Regions from separate parts of the Mus musculus genome. Here regions 2 and 3 are each linked to region 1. The links are chromatin contacts, called in public promoter capture Hi-C maps. All regions are on one chromosome and are shown on one strand. Each heading gives the region's core, a stretch centred on a gene start, on an enhancer-like site or on the middle of the called end of the contact. The rest is flanking DNA. Distances are from core to core; before and after follow the strand shown. Region 1 holds the start of Tomm6os (translocase of outer mitochondrial membrane 6, opposite strand). Region 2 has its middle 7.0 kb from the start of Gm52283. Region 3 holds the start of Spats1 (spermatogenesis associated, serine-rich 1).

What was found. Promoter capture Hi-C pulls out the DNA fragments that hold promoters and counts their contacts.
Region 2: a promoter capture Hi-C map of liver shows a contact between it and region 1, with 4 times the contacts expected there. The contact joins the enhancer-like site here to the promoter of Tomm6os in region 1. A contact is called at or near these places in 1 of 39 promoter capture datasets (liver), 1 of 484 Hi-C or Micro-C datasets (B cells) and 1 of 9 other capture datasets (adipose tissue).
Region 3: a contact with region 1 is called in a promoter capture Hi-C map of the SN4741 cell line, with 6 times the contacts expected there. The contact joins the promoter of Spats1 here to the promoter of Tomm6os in region 1. A contact is called at or near these places in 5 of 39 promoter capture datasets (the SN4741 cell line, hippocampal neurons, liver and 1 more).

What each region holds. Positions count from the first base shown.
Region 1 is chr17:47,685,261-47,690,291 of GRCm38.p6, reverse strand. Tomm6os (translocase of outer mitochondrial membrane 6, opposite strand) reads right to left here and starts at 2,682. Exons shown (of 3, transcript NR_045945.1): 1 at 2,175-2,682; 2 at 1,643-1,724; 3 at 1-1,562. Gm20517 (predicted gene 20517) reads right to left here. Exons shown (of 9, transcript NR_157366.1): 9 at 3,553-5,031. It overlaps Usp49 (ubiquitin specific peptidase 49), which reads right to left. Exons shown (of 7, transcript NM_198421.2): 7 at 3,553-5,031. Tomm6 (translocase of outer mitochondrial membrane 6) reads left to right here and starts at 1,906. Exons shown (of 3, transcript NM_025365.3): 1 at 1,906-2,393; 2 at 3,004-3,104; 3 at 3,284-3,647. The coding sequence starts at 2,266. The coding sequence ends at 3,100. It also overlaps Prickle4 and a transcript of Frs3 not described here.
Region 2 is chr17:45,617,719-45,622,276 of GRCm38.p6, reverse strand. It overlaps the pseudogene Gm25008. Among named protein-coding and RNA genes, the nearest start is that of Gm52283, 7.0 kb to the left of the region's middle. Within about 2 kb of position 3,121, at least 176 of the 459 cell types and tissues checked have an H3K27ac peak or open chromatin away from gene starts, as enhancers often do. A contact at or near this core is called in B cells, adipose tissue and liver, where this site is marked.
Region 3 is chr17:45,471,584-45,476,222 of GRCm38.p6, reverse strand. Spats1 (spermatogenesis associated, serine-rich 1) reads left to right here and starts at 1,285. Exons shown (of 8, transcript NM_027649.3): 1 at 1,285-1,424. The coding sequence starts at 1,409.

The sequences.
Region 1 (5,031 bases), core at 1,433-3,932:
TCGTGCCCCCCCCCCCCCCCCACCTGGCAGTGCAAGAAGCTACTGGATCCAGGGGAGTATGGAGTGTTCGCGGCCAGGGCTGGTGAGCAGAGCTGCTGGCACAGACCCTGCTTTGCTTGCCAGGCCTGTGGCCAGGGCCTCATAAACCTCATCTACTTCTACCACGAGGGGCACCTGTACTGTGGCCGTCATCATGCGGAGCTCTTACGACCTCGATGTCCAGCTTGTGACCAGGTAGAGTACCAAGAGGAGGCACTAGGGGAGTTCCCAGGAACACACAGGGACAAGGAACAGGCTGCAGGCTCATCAGAACTAGGAACCAGCCAGGGCCACCCCATTCCCTTTTGTTCTCTTGAGGTATGGGCCTGTGGGACCTGACCTGTTGCCTTTATTTATCTCTCTCTCTCTCTTCCCCAGTTCGAGCAGAGGTCCTTAAATTAGTTTGGACTCAGAACGTTTCTGGATCCTTGAGCAGGTGTTTATCTCATCACTATGTCAGATGATCAATGCTGTGCTTGCCCAATTCTAGAAGGATCTTAACATCAACATGAAAGGCCGTATTGAATCTTGGGATAGGAGTTAGGGAAGCTCTGGGGTCCAACTTCGGACTGGGCCACCTGCTACGTGGACGTTCCGGCCCAAAGCCAATCACCCTCTCTGAATCCAAAAGTCACAAAGTACTTCAAATCAGAACGCCTGTGGGCATAGCGTTAATGGGTATAAGGCGTGGTTATTGGATGAATGAAAGAATGGGTGAGTGAATGAATGAATGAATGAATGAATCGGTTTCCTTTCCCTCACCCAGCTGATCTTCTCCCAGCGCTGCACTGAAGCAGAGGGACAGCGCTGGCACGAGAACCACTTCTGCTGCCAGGACTGCGCAGGGCCCCTGGATGGGGGACGTTATGCCCTGCCGGGGGGTAGCCCATGCTGCCCCAGCTGCTTCTCAAAACGCTACAGAAGTGCGGGCTCTAGCTCAGTAGGAGTAGCGGAAGGACAAGCGTCTTTTGGTAAAGGAGGGGACGGTGCAGATCTTAAGGGGAGGGAGCGGCGGCTTGGGCTGAGCATAGAAGGGGGTAATTTCCCAGATCAGAACCCTTCGCCCCATGCCTACGCTGTCCTACCCGCTCCAGCAACACCCAGTCCTCCCACCGCAACCCCCAGACGCGAGCATTGGGGCCCGCAGCTCTCACCGCGCGTCCCTGGCCTGCGAGCTCCAAAGGCCTCTTGAACCCACCCGGCGGGGCTGCGGCGCCGGACTCGCTCCCAGGCGGGGGAGGCGGTCGCCCACTGGTGGACGGAGGCGGGGGGGCCCCTGGGGTAGACTGGCGGCAGCGGTGGCGCGCACGGCACAGCCTGGGGCGGGGCGGGAGGCTGCACGCAACCCTGGCCCGCCTCTTGCACAAGGACTTGGGGGCTCTGAGATGGGCATTTCTGATGGGTTTGGAACAGAGGAAGAAGGACCCGATCCAAGCGTCGGCTGGAACCGTGCCTCCTCGGATGACAAGATCACCTCCCGAGCTGCGCTTCTCTCTGCAGTTCCCACTCTCACCCTGGAAACCCTGAATGGGGCATCCAAACGGCAGGATAGAGACGGCCCACAGACACCCGGGAGTCCCATAGAGGACAGCCCCTGCCCCACCTGCTCCTCTTCCTCTGAGTCGGAACCCGAAGGCTTTTTCTTTGGCCAGCGCCTTCCAGAGCCCTGGAAGACCCCCGAAAACCTGCAAGCAGATGACAGAGACATCTCCAGGAAGCACTGCACCATTTGTTAGTGGCGCGGCCTGGAGATCAGGGTGGTGGGATTGGGGTGGGGTGGGGTGGGGGGACTTATGTAGCGAGATAACAAGGCTGTGCTGTGTAAAGACCGGACACAGAAGGCAGCCAGGCACGCGGGATAATCCCATTGGTACTGCACGCTCTCTGACCTGAAAGACACTTTCTTGGGAGCATCCCACTGCCCAGCGCCTACAGGGTGAGCTAACCCCTATCCGCAGAGGCTGGGCTAGCCTCACCGTCATCACCTTGCTTAAACTAACTGGGTTGTAGAGCAGCACTGGGAACCGACCCCCGTCCCTGGGAGGCGGGGCCGCGGGGCTCCGCCTCCGATCAGGCGTCCTGGCTCTACGAACTCCTGGAGGAGGTGGGGGCGGGCCTTCTCGCTCATTTCTTACGCTGATCGGCGGAAGTGCGGAGATCGGAAGTTGCGCAATCGGCTTGCGACGACCCGGTGCGACGCTCGGTTGGTACGTGCTTAGTGCTGGTATGGCTTCCAGCGGAGTGACGGTGAGCGCCGCCGGGTCGGCCAGCGAGGCCTCAGAGGTTCCAGACAACGTGGGAGACTGGCTCCGCGGTGTCTTCCGCTTCGCCACCGATCGAAACGACTTCCGGAGGTAACCAAGCCCGGGCCGTCTCTGGTCCTCATAAACTTAAACTTGTATTTCCTTACCTGGTGAGTCTGGCATGCATCCCCAGAGGTTTTATCGCTTTGAGAACCTTGTGGTCTCGTGGTGGCAAAAGACACCCTGTCACGTGGCTTTCAAGGAATGACGCTCCGGGCTACAGCGATAGTTCAGACGCCAAGCCTGAGGATTTGGGATCCATGGGACCCGCCGATCCATGAGACCCGCAGGGTACAAGAAGAGACCAACCCCTGCGGGTTGTACTGACCTCCACACGTGCGCTGTGTCGCGTGCACGCGCACGCACATACACAAATTAAAGAACGTCATATTTTTAAAGAAATCGCCCTAACCTAGAAGGCAGGGAAGGGGTGCCAACGCATAAGCAAATTTTAGCCCCCGCAGAGTACTAAGTTGGCCTTGGCTTGTGTTAGTAGATGCGAACGTAAAATTCTCATGTGCATATTAGGAGGACATACCCCTGTATCAGGTGTCAGTCAGCACCTCCAGAAGGTGGTGCTGAGAGGAAACTTGCCATAGTATGTCATTAGCTGCATGAGACTCTCGGACTGTAGGGTTAATGAAATGTATTCTTGACCCAGGAACTTGATCCTCAATTTGGGACTCTTTGCTGCGGGAGTCTGGCTGGCCAGGAACTTGAGTGACATTGATTTGATGGCCCCTCAGCCAGGGGTGTAGCCAGGTAAGACTTCACTTTCCCCTGCCTATTTCAGGAATCCTAAAAGATGAAGACAGCAGTATGTTCTGTCAGCTAGTCACAGAAGTAGGGAAGATTCTTGGGGTAAAGCCTTGCCCTTGTGTTTCTAGGTGAGAGCAGTTCTCCTGTGTTTCCCCGTTTCTGATGCTGTTATCTGCTTACAGAGAATGGAACTCCTGTGTATTCAGACTTTCCAAAGACAGCCTACTGTCTGTGACCACAAGATCCTACCTGAGTGGCAGCTGAAGTTGACTCCCTCTCCTTGCCTGAACCCCCCCCCACTGCCCCCCCATCCCCCAGTGTCGGCTGAGATGTTGCCTCTGCACGGTTCTGTGTGCAGTTCCCAACTTTCTGCAGAAGATGGTCCTTGCCCTTGTCCTGAAGAGTAGTAATGGTTCTTGAAAAAGATTTCAAATAAAGCCTGCACATAAAAGACAGGTATTTTATTCTTTTAATAAGAAACTTATTACAAAAACAAGGTGTAAAAAGTCCGCTTACAAAAATCAAATAAACATGACTTGTATTTCACACTCAAGAGACAGGCATGAGCCCCAAACATGATCTGCAGTGGAGATGAAATGGGAATGGGACCACCCACTTCCCAGGGATGCACACGTGCCGCAAAGCTGATTCTTGAGCAGTTCCTACTGCTGAGTCTTCCTGTAGGAAGAAGGTGGTGGTTGTCGTTTTAGTTTGCCAGGTGGGTTCTCCAGGGACCAGGGAGGCATTGTTGGGATAGAGTGAGACCTGGTGGCAGGAGTGGACAGTGATGTGTGGGTGGAGACAAACGTGTCAGGGAGCACAAGGAAGCAGCTTCCTTCACAAACAAAGGTGCTCCCTACCCTGAAATTCACACTGGTGCTGCTGTCTGGTGTTCTTCCAGGCACGCAGAAACCAGCACAGAAAGACTCCTGTACCAGGGAACCAGGTGGCGGTAGAGACGGGGTCTCCATAGTTTCATGTAGTCAATTGACTGGGTATTTTAAAACTTTTTTTATGCACCAGCCGCTTTGGAACTGGTTGTGGGTCACAGCATGCGTCGGAAAGGATTAGTGTGTCTGGGTCATAGCTGCATGACTGTTACAGATGTTACTTAAAAAAGGAAAAAGACAAAGCAGCTTTCCTGGACCTGCTGGCACATAGCTCATCCAGTCAGTTCTCTGAGGCCTACCAGTATAGCTCATTGCAGAAAAGGCTTCAATTTGACCTCCAGAAAATAATTGGGGTTGGGGGAGGCATAATTAAAAGTGTTTGTTTTTTGTTCTTTTGCGGGGGGGGGGGGGGGAGGGGGAGATATCTGGTTCTTGTGCTGGTCTGTAGTCCAGGCTGGCCTCAAACTTAGCTACATAGTTGAAGATGGTCATGAACTGCTTATTTTGCTGTTTCCATGAACCGACTCTTAGGATCACAGGTACAGGTTAGGATTCAAGGCTTTACTATGCCTGATTTTATGTGGTGCTAGCATCAGACTCTGGGCTTTATGCTTGCTAGGCAAGCACCCTACTGAGCCACGTGCCTAGTCATGCATAGGACGGGGGTTGCCATTCTCTTGTGAATCTTTAGCAGGTAGGACCTGAGTGGGGATGGCTAGGAGAAACACCCTATGAGGGAACTCAGGCCTAGAATTTACCCTGGGATTACAGATACTCTGAAGAGGCAGGCTGGAGGCCTGGTGGCACACACTTAATCCCAGAAGCTATGTATCTCTAAGGCCAGCCTGTCCTACATAGTGAGTTCCAGGTTAGCCAGGGCTACACACTGAGACTTCCTTTTTTAAAAAAAAACAATAGGGCTGGGGAGCCAGGGTCATGAGTATGAACTCGAGGACAAAGCTTGGGTTTGAAGCCATTACTTGCAGAGCCCCAAAAGGTGACCAGGAAGCAGCCTTGTAAACAGTGTGTGAGACTTAGAA
Region 2 (4,558 bases), core at 1,872-4,371, 2.1 Mb after region 1:
AGCGACCTCTCCAGCTCACCTGCTGGATTTGTTTGTTTGAGATTATAAATTTTATGTATGTGTAGGTGTGTGTGCATACCATGTCCATGAGAGTGCCTGCAAAGGCCAGAAGAGAGTCTTGGACTCCACAGGTTGTAAGGAGTTGCCTGACATGGATCCTTTGGGAGAACAAAAGTGTTCTTAACCTCTGAGCCATCTGTCCAGCCTCAGTGTCTTAGGGTTTCCATTGTTGTGAAAAGACACCATCACCAAGGCAATTCTTTTTTTGTTTGTTTTTTGTTTTGTTTTGTTTTTTTGTTTTTTCAAGACAGTGTTTCTCTGTGTAGCCCTGGCTGTCCTGGAACTCACTTTGTAGTCCAGGCTGGCCTTGAACTCAGAAATCCGCCTGTCTCTGCCTCCCAAGTGCTGGGATTAAAGGTGTGCACCACCACTGCCGGGCCACCAAGGCAATTCTTATAAAGGACAATATTTAGTTGGGGCTGGCTTACAAGTTCTGAAGTTCAGTCCATTATCATCATGGCGGGAAGCATGACAGCATCCAGGCGGGCATGGTACTTGAGGAGCTGAGAGTTCCACACCTTGTTGCGAAGGCAACCAGGAGAAGACTGTCTCTCCAGCAGCTAGGAGGAGGGACTCTCTGGCACTGGATGGAGAGCTTCAAAGCCCACCTCCACAGTGATGCACTTCTTCCAACAAAACCACACCTCCTTCCAACAAAACCACAGTGCAACCTCCCAAGGACCCAACCTCCACTTCAAACCACCACTGCCAGTTTCTTTGCTTCTTGAAGTTGCAGTAGTAGGAAGGTGGTGTCACACACCTTTAATCCCAGCACTCAGAAGAGACAGGAAGACCTCTGAGTTCCTGGCCAGCTTGGTCTACAGAGTTCCAGGACATCTGGAGCTACACAGAGAATCCCTATCTCAAAAGAAATACATTAAATTAAAAAGTAGTAATAGGAAAAAATATCTTTAAATTTTCTTTTTTTGTTTGTCTGCGGTTTGTTGTTGTTGTTTTGTCTGTTTGTTTTTTTTTCCAGAGACAGGGATTCCCTGTATAGTACTAGCTGTCCTGTCCTGGAACTAACTCTGTAGACCATGCTGGCCCCGAACTCACAGAGATCCACCTGCCTCTACCTCCCCAGTGCTGGGATTAAAGGCGTGCACCACCACCACTCAGCTAAAATTTCTCTTTTTTTAAATACTATTTTTTAAAGATTTATTTATTTGGGACTGGAGAGATGGCTCAGCAGTTAAGAGCACTGACTGCTCTTTCAAAGGTCCTGAGTTCAATTCCCAGCAACCACATGGTGGCTCACAACCATCCATAATGAGATCTGACGCCCTCTTCTGGTGTGTCTGAAGACAACTACAGTGTACTCACATAAATAAAATAAATAAATAGATCTTTTAAAAAAAGATCTATTTATTTTATGTAATATATATCACAGACAAAGAGATCTCCATAAAAACCAAGACTGTGAATGTCAATGTTTGTTGGGCTTTTTTTTTTTTTTTTTAAATATGGACTGCTTCACGAATTTGTGTGTCATCCTTGCGCAGGGCCATGCTAATCTTCTCTGTATCGTTCCAATTTTTTTTTTTTAGTATATGTGCTGCCGAAGTGAGCACGTTTGTTGGGCTTTTATCTATCAGTCTCACTGTGAAAAGGAACACAAAGACCTTTAAAGAGCACTGAACATTGGTTTGCTCTATTTCATTATTCTTTGCTAAGGACACACATGTGTTGGTTCACCTTAAGTGGCCTTGTTGAGCTCAACTTGTGATGACACTGCCACTGTCCTGTGGGGTCCTATTTATATTCCTTCATCACAGATCCTCCCACGTGTTCGCTATATCAAAATATCCTTTCAACCCTGTCTGCTTCAAGAAAACAAGTCTTTAAAGTGTTCACTTTAGCAAGACATGCTCTCATCTATGTGCCCCAACAAAACATCATTCGACAGAACTAACTTTCCAAAGAAACTGGAAGTTTCCACTTCATGTGCTATTTCATCTAACCCAGGAAGCCAGTATGAAATTGTCTAGGAGATTTAGCTATACATAACAAACACGAAGTGGGTCCTGTCTCCACCTCTCTAGCCCTGGGATTGCAGGCAAACACTACACATAGACACACATAATCTCCTAGGTTCAAACTGAAGTTTCCACGTTTGTGCAGCAAGCCCTTTACCACCTGACTGGCTGAGCCCCTCCCCAGCCCCTAGGAACTAGTTCCGTTTTAGGAAGATGAGACGTTTGTCAGCCACAACGGTTGCATGTCTTTCCTCTTGACACTGTCTTTCCACTGGGGTTGGTTAATATCTATCACATAGACATTTGCTCCTTCACTCCGGTAGATCTGTTTTCTCCCAGGCATCTACCACCGAGCCCTGCCTCTCTTCCTCATGACATTTGGCCTATTGGGGTCTTGTGTGTCCTGATTTCGGTAGCTGCAGATCATAACCAAAGGATGGAATGCTTATCTAGTTTCCCCAGGGTTCTGATTCCCCAAGCCCAACACAAAACAAAAACCGCTTAGCATATTCTCGGTAAGACACAGAAAACTGCCTTGAAGTCTGCCTCCCGGGGAAACCACTTCCTGCTCTATCTTCCTCCGGGATCCTGTGGCTCTCTGCCTATGTATTTACTTCTAGGACCTCTGGGGAGCCTGCAGCTCCCTTTTCCTCTCTCCGTGTTTACTCTGCTTCCCAGCGCAGGCCACAGAGTGGGAGTTTCCTGCCTGTTCATCCCCACAGCGGCGTCACTGTCTCTCCTTGACACCCACCTCTCCCGGCCTGGCCTTCAAACTCTGGGTCTCCTGGGGCCTTGGAATCACCTTCCTTCCGGTGTCTGAGTCCCGCTGTCACCTCCCCAAGGACTTCGGGATGCTTCTTTTTGGTTACTGCCACCTACCCAGAGGGATGTCGAAGACTCCCTCAGGCTTTGTTTGTGGCCCCGGCCTTGAGTTCATTAGGCAGTTTTTAAATTCAGTCTGTTCATTACTTGGCTACTCGTCCTTGCTCAGATCCTTTCTTCCTTGAACCCCCCTCCTAAAGCACCCACCCTACCCGTTGAAAGGCATTGCCCGACCTACTTCCTCCTGGAGACCCTGTCTAGGGGCCGCCTCCTTCTCTAGCCACTCCTCTTTCCGCCTCCCCCCTCCCTTCTCTGACCTGCTTTTATGACCTCTGGACAGAAACTTCCCATTTCCTGTTGTGTCTCCCATCCTGACCGTGCATTGAGAGTTTTTCACTGACATTTGGGCCTCACTGGTTTTTAGAGCCCATACCTAGTGAATACTGAATGAGTCTGAGGCTTAGAGGAATGAATGGCTTCAAACTGTCCTGCGCGACCCAGCTCTCCAGCTGGGGCCACCGCAGCCCATTCAGTTTGATGTGCAAACCTCTGTACCACATCTGCCTTGCTCCCAACTTCTTCTGTCACCAAGGTTCCCTGTGAATGTGTTCATTCATCCGTCAAAGGAAAAAAACAAAACAAACACGGAGGTGAGAATTATAAAGGCCTAGAGCTCTGTGCACCTGCAGACAGCAGTGTGATAAACAACCTAGAAGGACTGGGTTTTTCAATGTACTTTTTTTTTTTTTTTTTTCGAGACAGGATTTCTCTGTATAGCTCAGGCTGTCCTGGAACTCACTTTGTAGACCAGACTGGCCTCGAACTCAGAAATCCGCCTGCCTCTGCCTCCCAGGTACTGGGATTAAAGGTATGCGCCACCACACCTGGCTCAATGTACTTTTTAAAACTTATTTTATTTTATTTTATTTTATTTTATTTTATTTTATTTTATTTTATTCTGCTTGGGAATATGCCTGTGTTGCTGTGTGCCTATGCAGGTTGTCTTACAACTTGTGTGGAGTTAGACCTTTTATTCAGTTTCCAGTGAACTCCGGCCAGCAGGCTTGCAAGCATCTTTACTTACTGTGCCATCTTGACAGCCCAGATAGTGTCTTGTTGTTGTTGTTGTTGCTGTTGTTGTTGTTGTATTTGAGAAAGGCTCTCATGGAGCCCAGGCTGGTCTCCAACTCACTAAGCAGCAGAGAAGAATCTTGAACTCCTGCTCCCCCGTCTGTACCTCCTAAGAGCTGGGGTTGGGGACATGGTCCACCATACCTAACCACATAAGAACGTTCCTACTGTTACGTTTTCTACACTAGGTTCTGCCCTGTCTGATCAGTTACATTTCACAGAAAGGTAAACTGAACTACTGACTGCTTTGCGGAAGATTCCATTCAGTAACAGATGAGCTGAGATTGGACCTGCACAGTTAGATCTGTCAACTTAATCACACCTGGTTTTGCTGGTTGCTGTTTTGTTTTGCTCAGTTTTAGTTTTGTTTCTTCTTTGTTGTGTTTGCTTAGACACTCCAGGTCCGGCATTGGATTCCCAATGTAGTGGAGCATGACCTTGAACTTCTGACCCTCTTGCTTCTACCTCCCAGGGCTGGAGTTACAGGGAATTGGACCTAGGGTTTCCTACACGCTAAGTGATCAACTCTAGCAACCCAGCTACAACCCCACTCCCTGTTTTGAAACTTT
Region 3 (4,639 bases), core at 36-2,535, 2.2 Mb after region 1:
GAGACCCACCTGCCTTTGCCTCCAGAGTGCTGGGATTAAAAGTGTGTGCCACCACTGTCCAGCTCTGGCTTCTTTTTTATAACCCCAGTGGCCGTCTCCTATTGGATGACTCCTCAGTTAGGGCGTGGCCTGGAGAGGATCTACTCCGTCTAAGCAATATTTGGCTAGCTCAGTTTCAAGATTTCTATACTCCTTCTGTTGTTTCTTTTGCAATCAATGCAATTACTAACAACAGAACCACTCTGTGGAGAGGGTTCAGTGGGTAACGTGCTTTCTGCACAAGCCGAGGACCTGAGTTCAAACCCCAGGACCTACTAAAAGCCATATGGCACATCTATAAGCTGGTGGGACAGAGATAGGTAGTTCCCTGGGACTCCTTGCTGTAACAGTGAACTCCGGGTTCAGCAAGAACCTTATTTCAAAAATGTAAGGCAGAGAGCAACGGAGGAAGACACCTGACATATACAAATGCATGGGCAAGTGAGTCCCTGATACATGTGCACGCACATGCATACAGCACACAAGTAAATATGAATAATTATATTAATTACTCTCTCTCTTTTCCTCCTCCTCCTCCTCCTTCTTTTTTTGTTTTTTTTTTTTTTTTTGAGACAGGGTTTCTCTGTGTAGCCCTGGCTGTCCTGGAACTCACTCTGTAGACCAGGCTGGCCTCAAACTCAGAAATCTGCCTGCCTCAGCCAGCCTCCCAAGTGCTGGGATTAAAGGCGTGTGCCACCACTGCCCAGCCCCCAAACCAGGTCTCAATATAAATTTAGAGACTAAGCTTGGGATGGGGGGCGTTTCTATGTGAGATTTATTAGGGAAAGGGTTAGAAAGATAAATTTCAGTCTATACCATGGAGAGAAAGATAGCTTTGTAAGGGTGGAACTTGGGAGTGAATCTGTTTTCTGGATGACCTTGAACGAGCCTTTGTTCAAAGTCAGTTTTCTATTTTGAAAAACGCAGCTGGCTGCTGAGGCAAGACAGCATCCAGCAGGGCGCCTGGCCCAGAAAAAGGAGCGGTAAGTGGTGGGTGAATCCTGTCTAATCAGGATGCCAATTCTACACCGACATCTGCAAGCTCTGTAGAGGGTGCACCGCACACGGCCACCCGAGGTGACAGAAGTAGCAATGACAGTTGTTGGAAAAGAGCCGCAAACTAAAACAAAATCCTGAGGTTCTGCAGCTCTGAGGTCTGAGACCTCCATCCTCAACCCAGGCCGGAGCGCCGGGTGCAGGAAGATAGGTGCGTCAAGAGTAGCGCGCCAGCTCGCGGGAAGTGGCGCGTTGTCCTGGCAACCCTGGACCGAGCCTTGCAGGCGGTGGTAGACGCCCTTGCTTTCGCTTTGCATCCTGGTATTTGGCAGTTCCGCTGCCAGTTGGTGCGTTGATCTGGGCCACATCCTCCATGGAGTCTTCCAAGGGTAGATGAAGGGCTTCCCCCAGGGAAGTAGGGTGGGACTCAGAGGTGGAAAGGAGACCCAAGGACGGGGCGGGGCGAGTACTTTCGGGAGCCCTGAGTCAGGAGGAGGAGGAGTGGGCAGGACATTCAAACCCGTGAACACCGCTAGGAGGTCCAGTGAGATTTAGGTTTTTCCCTTGCGCTGCCTCTTGAATTTCAATGACTTATGGGGTCTGTTGGTTTTGAATGATAGCCTTTCTAACAAGCACCTTTTGGGTCCGATTGCTTTTCACTGTGTGAACTGGTGAGCCCATGAATACTGGATATGGCAATCCCGTCCGCCAACTTCCCTCTGTCTCAAGAGCGGCCTGTACTAGAGAGCGGCAGAAGGTTCCAGAGAAAAGCGACTTGGGCATGACTAAGGTGGAAAAGAAATACAATTGAGTTCTGGGAAATCAAAAGGTTGGATGGGTGTATAAGCTTATGGAGAGAAAAGGTTTATTGGACTCATAGCTTTATAGGTTTTTTTTTTTTTTTTTTTTTTAAAGACTAAGCACTGCTACCTCATATGTAGCCCAGAGTAGCCCGGAATTCTCCATCTTTTGCTTCACAGGCCCCCGACATTCCAGGTGTGGCTCATGGTCAAGGTCCTGTTGCTTTGGCCCTCTGGTGGCATATCATAGTGGCAATCATCAAAGCGTCTCCCTCTTAGTCAAGAAATAATGACGAGTAAAAGGGATGGCTGTGGTCCCACTCTTTCACTCAGAGGCACCCCAACGACCCAAGACTTCTTATTTTTTTAAAGTTGTCTTTATTTTATTTATGTATGTTTTGCCTGCCTGTTTGTATGTATGTATACTGAGTTTGCGTCTGGTGCCTGCAGAAGGTAGAAGAGGGCGTTGGATACCCGGGAACTGGAGTTATGGATGGCTGTGAACCACCACGTGGTGCTGGGGATAGAAGTCCCGCCCCCCCCTGCAAGAGCATCAAGGGTTCTAACTCTCTCCACCTCCATGCCCTCTGACTTTTAAAACAGTCCCATCATCCCAACAGTATGACAGACTGGGAGCTAAATCTTTAAAACATGGGTTTTTGGAGAGCATTGCAGATCCAAGCTAAGGCAGATAGTTAGGGGCTACACACAATGAGCTCATGTCTACATTTGAGATCTGATCAGTCAGAGACTTCCATCAAAAAGAGGAGCTAAGCTGGCGCTTGCACACGTGCAGTGCTTGTGCAGGACAGGCAGGCACGAGGATCGCAGTGTTCAAGGTCATTCTCATGGTATACAGCAACTTTGAGGCCAGTCTCGCCTGCGTGAGACCCTGTCCCAACAACAAGACAAGGCAGAGATCTGACTGTGTGGTTGCCTGGAGCTTCTAACAGCAGGGAAGTATATTGTAAACGAGTAAAGGGAGCCAGGGGTTTGAGCTGCCTCGTGCTTTGTTTAATAAGCACAGAGTCTGGGCTTTGCCCTAGGGTCTGTCCATATCCATGTTTTTGCTTGCTCAGATATTAGTAGAAATGCGGCATTACTTATGAGATTGGGGCACTTCAGGTGGAACTGAGCACTCCAAGGCAGGTTTGTGCAGGCCCATGCTCTTACTCCATAACTGGCTCTTAAGGAAGAGGAGAAAGAATGGGAGCATGTTTCTCTTGAGGGTACAGAGTCCAGACGATGGTACAGTTCCCCCAAACCCTTCGGGGTGAATCCAGGCTCAGGCTGTCATGACTGCAGGTCAGTAAGTAGCCAGTGTACTGCAAAAGGGGCTGGAGAAGTCTCAGCCTTGTTCCCAGTCTCCTAGGTCCCAGGTCTTCTTTTTCTTTCTTTTGTGTATATATATATATAATGTATTTTCCTCAATTACATTTCCAATGCTATCCCAAAAGTCCCCCATACCCTCCCCCCCCCCACTCCCCTACCCACCCATTCCCACTTTTTGGCCCTGGCGTTCCCCTGTACTGGGGCATATAAAGTTTGCCTGTCCAATGGGCATCTCTTTCCAGTGATGGCCGACTAGGCCATCTTTTGATACATATGCAGCTAGAGACAAGAGCTCCGGGGTACTGGTTAGTTCATATTGTTGTTGCACCTACAGGGTTGCAGATCCCTTTAGCTCCTTGGGTAATTTCTCTAGCTCCTCCATTGGGGGCCCTGTGATCCATCCAATAGCTGACTGTGAGCATCCACTTATGTGTTTGCTAGGCCCCGGCCTAGTCTCACAAGAGACAGCTATATCAGGGTACTTTCAGCAAACGCTTGCTAGTGTATGCAATGGTGTCATCGTTTGGAGGCTGATTATGGGATGGATCCCTGGATATGGCAGTCTCTAGATGGTCCATCCTTTTGTCTCAGCTCCAAACTTTGTCTCTGTAACTCCTGGTCCCAGGTCTTCTTATGTGATTCTCCTTAATAACAGATGTAGGAGCGGTTCCATCCTTGGCTGTAAACTGGGCTGGAAGTAGCTGGAGGACCTCAGCCCATTAACTGCCCATCATGGCCAAGATAGCAAGGAGATAGCGTGGGAATTCCAGCTGTCCTCAGCCGCCATTCCTTCCCCATCTCATGTGGTTCATTTTAACCTAAACCTGCCACGTAGCTAAGGATGACCTTGTATTCTGGTCCTTCTGCCCCCACCTCCCAGGTGTGCGCCATCATGTCTGGCCCCATGCATGGTGCATGCTCGGGCTTGAACCCCAGAGCCTCATGTATGTTAGGCAAATGCTCCACCAACTGAGCTGCATTTCCAGTCCTGGGAACCTAGCTTTAAGCTTCAGAACTTCCTGTTTCTCCAATCTGGTTTGGAGTAAGAAGGAAGCCACTTTAAGCTGGAGGGGTGGGGTGGGGAAATCCATGCTTTGTAATAGGGGATTCCTTTCAGGAGACATACTGAATGTTCAGTTTAACAGGGAGTCCAGGTCTTGGGGAACTGAGGAGCCTCACAAGCTAGCTCCTCGTACAATGTGTGGGTATCTGCCTTTTTTCAGCAGGGAGGGCCCATTACTTTCCTTACTGCTGTTGGGTTGATTTATCTTTTAAAAATCTTCTTCTTCTTCTTCTTCTTCTTCTTCTTCTTCTTCTTCTTCTTCTTTCACTTTACACCCCACTCATTAGCCCCCTCTCAATCATCCCGCACACACTGCTTCTCCCATTCCCTCTCCCTTTCTCCTTTGAGCAGGTGGACCCCCCCCCCACCCCGGTACCCCCTCACCCTGGAACATCAAGTCTCTTTGAGG